Regions from separate parts of the Mus musculus genome. Here region 1 is linked to region 2. The links are chromatin contacts, called in public Hi-C maps. All regions are on one chromosome and are shown on one strand. Each heading gives the region's core, a stretch centred on a gene start, on an enhancer-like site or on the middle of the called end of the contact. The rest is flanking DNA. Distances are from core to core; before and after follow the strand shown.

Region 1 (3,260 bases), core at 6-2,505, 37 kb after region 2:
TTCCAAGCTTGACTCTACACCCTGAACATGTATTTTCATTGGAAATTGAAAAGGTGGTCACATATTTAATAATTTTATTAAAAAGTAAAAAAAAATTGTCATACTACAAATAGAAGAAGCGATGGCCTTGTCAGGATGAGCTGACATCACAATAAACCAAAACTTGGGGGGGGGTTTCACCATTGAATAATTATATGTAAAGGAGGCTTATCTGAGCAAATATTGCCCTGGCAATAAGAATTATTAGGCAAAATAATATTTATGTCCTGCCCTAGATTGAAATGATTCTATCTCAAGAACCACTTTAAGGACTTTCACTTTAAAATAACAAACAAACAAAACTCTTGGCACTGACTCATTTATTCAATTGGTATTTATTGCACCTACAGTATTGTCAAGGATTGTTCTCAAACTTGAGATACATCGCTGAACAAATATCCCAATGGCCTAATCTTAAATTCACAGAACTGTGGAACGGAAGGGCCCAGCTTCTCAAGTGTCCACACTAATAGGCCAAAGATTGGTGACTATGATTTACTCAAAGACTCAGAGACCCAGAGGGAGATGGACCTGTGGCAGAGCTCTCTGAGCTGCTTCTGAACTCGAAGGGACAGATGGGGGTGCTATAAGCCCAAAGGAATGAGAATAAAATAACATAAATGTGACCCCAAAAGCTGTTATTCTGGAGCTAAATTAGTCCAATCTAACAAAGCCCTTAAAGTTCACAAAGCAACGTTATTTTTAACACAGTGCTGTGAGACAAGGCTGAGTCATCTTATGCTGGGGAGATCAGAATTTTGCCATAAAGAAAAGTAATAAATCTAAATTTAGGGACATTCACAGTAGAAAGATATATTTTTCTGTAACTTTGATTAGTTTATCTTCTGATGCCTTTGGTTGCTGGCTATTAAGCAAAGGTAATTATAGATGATTTTGATTTCCATTAAAGTGATTTATTTCCCCTTCCTATATAAAGGGAAGACAGTTCAAACTTGTAGGAAGCCTTTTTCTTTCCTGTGGAATCAAGAAGAGCACAGTGAGCCAATCAACACCAACGACTGGTAATAATACACGCAGTCACAGGCGAGAAAGACTGGGCATTCTGGACTCTGTTAGAAATGCTAGAAATGTGTTATCAATATCCTGCCCTGTTGAATCATTGCTTTACAATTCAGTAGCTTTCCAAGAGTGACATGTCAGGTCCAGGATTGTCACCATCAATACCGACAGCGGAATTTCCCGTCATATCCTCATTCAGTGACTCATACTCAGTTATGCTATACAGCAAGCTTCAGCAACACCAAGAGCACACAGACTTAGTTACTGTCGTATTTGCAGCTATGACAGTGAACAAACTGGAAGGCATCAAGCCACGGCACTGAAGAAACAGGAAGTCATTCAGCAGCACGTGTCCCAACTTGAGTCCTGTTGTGAAATCGGCTAAGTAAAGGCATATACACCTCCATCGGAATTGGAGACTTCGAGTAACACGTGCATACCGGTATGGGGAGGAAAGAGAAAAAGAAGGAATGGGGAAAGGAACACTACAGGGGGAGACTAGGGAGAAGAAAAGATAAAGGGGGAAGAAATGTATGGTGACGAATCTGAGATCAATATTAATATTAATAAAGGACAGCTCAGCCTGCTTCCTGAGCACACTTTCCTAAGTTTATTGAAGATACAAAAATGATTTGTGAGACTTTTCATCTCTTGCTATTCTCACTTATTATACTAAAAATGTCTACAAAATCCTAAACCTTGGCCTCTCCAAGGCTAGTTCCCGAAAGGAAAAGGCGTGACCTGTTAGAGAGCTGCACTCTGTCTGGAAGTCTGCCCTGCAGTCAGTCCATAGTCCACAGTATTTTGGTCATATCTGCTCTGTTTTCTCATGCTACTCAACATGTCCTACAACTAATCTTCTTTATTAGAATGTCATAATTTATATTTTTCCCCATTTTTTTAATACTTTGATTTACCTAAAGGGCACGATAAGTGTGAAAGAATAGAAGAATGTTAATAAATTTCAAGGAGAATATGAAAGAAGAAGGGCTTCTCATATCCAAACCCATCCTAGAAATGGTGGTAATGAGACTGAAGAAGACTGCTGACTCATGGATTTCCCCCATTCTCTTTTTATTTTTAGGTAATACATCTAAGGGTATCAATGTACTAAAACGTTTGGTCTGTGAAATAGCATAATCATTAGCACCAAAAAGAGTCATGGAGCTTGTATATATTGTTAAACAATAATTTTTACTGTTGGTCGTGAGAAGAGTTCCCATTTTTATATCCCAAAGGTTTTGAAAGTGCTTGTGGACAAAAGAAATAACACTTTTCAAAATCTCCATGGGGTCCTCAATAAGTACTACAGAGACAGTACTTGGCCTTTCCAGTTTTGGTTTACCTGGTAGTCAAGAAATCCATGGGCACCAGATTACCACTGAAGCCTAAAGAATAGCCCCTCATGCACCCGCTGACACACAGAAGGATTCCTACAGTACACGATCCCCTGCTCTGTGTTCAGGAATGCATTTTTTACTTGCTTTTTTAAAAACAAAAGCAACATGCTCTGCAGATCATGGAGCGCTTAGTGCAATTTTCTCCTTGCTCCAACGCCAGACTGCAAAAGGGTGAAACCATTATGTGTTCTGCTAATGCTGGCCTGCAGTCAAGGCCCTTGGCCTGCATGCTTGGTAAGCTCTGGAGCCTACAGGAGTCAGAAGGTCCAAGAGCGGGAGCCATAGTCATTGCCAGATTCCCTAGCAACGTACGGCCCACCAAGGCAACTACTGATTCCCTTTGATTCTCTTTGCCTCAGCCTTTAGTTGAAATTACAACAAGTCAAATAGCTGATGCTTTTCCCCTCTCCGGGTAAGGGTGACGATACATTGTTCACCAGTGTGTTCTGTCTTGCTTCGCTGATGAGTCGGCATGCTAAGTCAAGGAAGAGTTTCTCCACATTGTCGGATTCCTTGGCTGAAGTCTCCAGGTAATACATGTCCTGAGCCTCTGAGAACTCTTCTGCTCTCTGCTGGGAGACCTCTCGCCTTTCAGCCAGGTCAATCTTGTTGCCTGTAACGAGGGTAAAACAAAGAATCATCACCTGACTGTGTTTCAGCCAGGAAGCATCGCGACTCAATTCCAGACTTGAAGTCCATCAGGAGGTTAAACAGATGAGTGAGCGAGTAAAGCCCAATAAATGTGACCGTGATCGCGGTGTTGTTGATTTTAAAACACCAGTGCCTTGCGTGCATTGAGAA
Region 2 (2,923 bases), core at 374-2,873:
AAGGTTAGCCTCCATACCTAAGAATTTGAGGTGAGAGGTATGGGGTCAAAGGTTAGTCTCCATAATCTGGTTTTGGCCAAGGTAAACAAAGAGTTTAGATTGAGGCATTTCCTAAAATGAAGAGTTAAAAATATGTATCCTGGACCTCCAGAACTGGAGGGATAAATTTCTCATGGTCTCTGTTGGGAAACACTCGAATAATTAAGGCTTAAGACCACCCTCCAGAAAATGTGAACTAAAACCAAGTCAAGTCCTAAGTATCAGAGTCTGAATTTTGGAGTGGGCGGCGGTGCTCCAACAGCCAAGCAAGGTATGGGCGGGCGGTTGGGACGTGGGACCTAGAACCCTTACTCCCCAGCCTCTGCTTACCTTCTGTTCGAAGTAAAGAACTGAGTATTTACGGGCTACAGCAGGGTCGGGTGTGGGACTGGCTGACAAATGCGGGCTGCCGAGGGTCTTTAGCCTAGGCGGGATGGTTGTGGCGGCCCCGAGTAATAGGAAAGACAGGAGCAGGAGAGCCCGGCAGCCCATGGCTGGGGATGGCAGCCACAGTGTGGGCGACTAAAGAAAGAGAGCCACCAGCAGAAGCGCAAAGACTAAGCCGGGCCCAGCTCGTAGCTCCGCCCGCTGCAGACCAGCTCCTCCCCCGGGAAACCTAAAACCAGGCAGCTCCTGGCCCCAAAGGCGTTGCCTCCACACTTGCCACTCGCCATCCTCCTTCTCCCCGCCCACCTCCACTGAGGTCACACTCTACGTCGGCCTTTACTACGCAGGGTTTTGCCCCATCCTTATCTATGGCTCCCCAAGCCCTATCGCTACCCTAGGTTATGCCATATCCCCGCCTTTATTGCCACCATCACACTGTCCCCGCAACCTCAGTCCCACGTAACACCCCAGCTCTCCGCAAATCCCTTATAATGGCACGGGGCGGGAGGAGGAGGGAGGGAGAGTGAGTCTATTGTCACCAGGCATGACGGCACACACGTGACCCACACTCAACCAGAACAGCAACCTTCCAGACGGAGTTGGACTCTCCCCTCTACTTAGGTGAGGAAACAAGTACAGGGACTCGATGCTGGGCCCCTCAAGTAGCAGGAAATGGAGCGAGGTTCACAGATCGCTCTGCCCCCTTCCTTGTAGGCCGTTCGGGCTCTTCGCCTCTGTTGTTCCCGCCTAAGCAGCCCCACCGGTGTTCAGTTCTCGGGTCACCCCCATCGTCCGCATTGCCCGCACGACCCGTCCCTCCTGTGGCCGCTGGGTGTTGCGCGCAGACTAAGCCTTCTCTAAGCCTCGGTAATCCATCCATGCTCCGCGATGGCGACTCCCTCTACAACAGCGCCCCCTCCTGTCCAGCCCGCGGCGCCAACTTTCATCCGCTCCCACGCCCTCGGCGTCCGTCTGAAGCCACTCCTTCCCACGCCTCGAGCCTTCCCGGCTTCCCTCGCACTTCGCCGAGAGAACTACCGCTCCACCAGTCGATGAAGAACGACCCTCGAAACCCACAGCTACCCCTAGCTTTACAAGAAGGGTCGCTTGCCCGGGGGTGGGTGGTGGGGTGGGGACACGCCCTGCAGGGCGTTTTCTGATTGGCTCTCCTGAAAGTCCGTCAAGACGGTCCTTCCGGCGGAAGAGGACGCGGGAGATTCGATTGCTGGCGTTTGGAGAGCGGCGGACCGAGCGGCCGGAGGGCGGAGCGGTTGCCCGGGCTTGTCTGTGTCCTTTGCCTCAGGTGAGACGCTGAAAAAAGGAGTTCTTGGGGGGCTCTAGGTGGAGAGACTCCTGACGAGGCGCTGTAACCTTGCACTCCGTATGGATTGATTTCAGGACTTCTGGCCGTAAACGCCGGCTACGAGGTTAAACGGGAAAGTCAATACTTTTCATGTTCCTTGGCGAAGGTTTATCAGCACTTTACTGTTGCTGCGGATCCCCAAAAACCCAGAAAGGAAAGGGCTCGACTTTCAACGGGGGCATAAAACTATGTCAGCAGGTTACTGTGCTAGGTGCTGGCAAAGATGGTTTGTTTTATTTTTTTCAGATGACTTTGACTGCCCAGAGAAAGTATTTTACTGAGTAATGTACGCAGTCCAGAAATTGAAAGGTTTCTATTTTCCCTGCTCTCACGAACCCACACCTGAGATCCAAATCCAACTCCCCACTGAACACTGCCACTACCATAATCTAACCTGTGACAGCTGCATGCAGTGACAGTAGTAGCCTCCAAGACCAGGCAGATGGGTGAAAAATTCTTTACCTAGATACTCACCACTTGTTTTAGAAGCTTCTGTTTGTCCCGATATTTTTAAGTTCAAAATCTGTAACTTAGGTTAAAAGCTCTTTGGCCTTGCTTGCCTCTCTAACTTCAGTTCTAGACCCTGTCATACCCCCCACACACACACACACACACACACACATATACCCTCTCAGTGTGGGAGGTGAAACCCAGGATATCACACACACACTCTGTTCATGACATACTGAATTATCCCGAACCCCAGATTACCTTGTGTGTTCCTCAAAAGCACCACCCTCTCAACCTCCCAAACTTCTTTTTATCCCACCACACCTAAGGCATGTTCTGACTCGTTAGTAATTGCTTAGTTTGTAAAGCCGTTCTGGTTTGTTTTGCTTTATGTTTTATGTGTGTGAGTTAAGATAACAGGATTTTTTTTTGTTGTTTTTTTGTTTTGTTTGTTTTGGTTTTTTGTTGTTGTTGTTGTTGTTGTTGTTTTTTGAGACAGGGTTTTTCTGTATAGCCCTGGCTCTCTTGGAACTCACTTTGTAGACCAGGCTGGCCTCGAACTCAGAAATCTGCCTGCCTCTGCCTCCTGAGTTCTGGGATTAAAGGTGAGTGCCACCACACCCGGCTCCAAGATAACAGGATTCTATACCCAAAACTGACCTTGAACTCCCTCTATCATCCTCT

What was found. Hi-C and Micro-C count contacts between places; a contact is called where the count stands out from the background.
Region 1: a Hi-C map of pancreatic cancer cells shows a contact between it and region 2, with 4 times the contacts expected there. The contact joins the enhancer-like site here to the promoter of Ddias in region 2. A contact is called at or near these places in 2 of 39 promoter capture datasets (liver and macrophages), 1 of 15 datasets of contacts at CTCF or cohesin (the NIH/3T3 cell line), 9 of 484 Hi-C or Micro-C datasets (B cells, the HPC-5 cell line, bone marrow-derived macrophages and 5 more), 5 of 115 datasets of contacts at active chromatin or transcription factors (the SCID.adh cell line, bone marrow-derived dendritic cells, embryonic fibroblasts and 1 more) and 2 of 9 other capture datasets (adipose tissue and pancreatic islet).

Annotation. Positions count from the first base shown.
Region 1 is chr7:92,835,501-92,838,760 of GRCm38.p6, reverse strand. Rab30 (RAB30, member RAS oncogene family) reads right to left here. Exons shown (of 5, transcript NM_029494.2): 5 at 1,644-3,072. The coding sequence ends at 2,822. Among named protein-coding and RNA genes, the nearest start is that of Ddias, 37 kb to the left of the region's middle. Within about 2 kb of position 1,255, at least 69 of the 459 cell types and tissues checked have an H3K27ac peak or open chromatin away from gene starts, as enhancers often do. A contact at or near this core is called in the NIH/3T3 cell line, bone marrow-derived macrophages, embryonic fibroblasts and 1 more, where this site is marked.
Region 2 is chr7:92,872,947-92,875,869 of GRCm38.p6, reverse strand. Ddias (DNA damage-induced apoptosis suppressor) reads left to right here and starts at 1,623. Exons shown (of 6, transcript NM_001355126.1): 1 at 1,623-1,729. It overlaps Prcp (prolylcarboxypeptidase (angiotensinase C)), which reads right to left and starts at 617. Exons shown (of 9, transcript NM_028243.3): 1 at 370-617. The coding sequence starts at 531.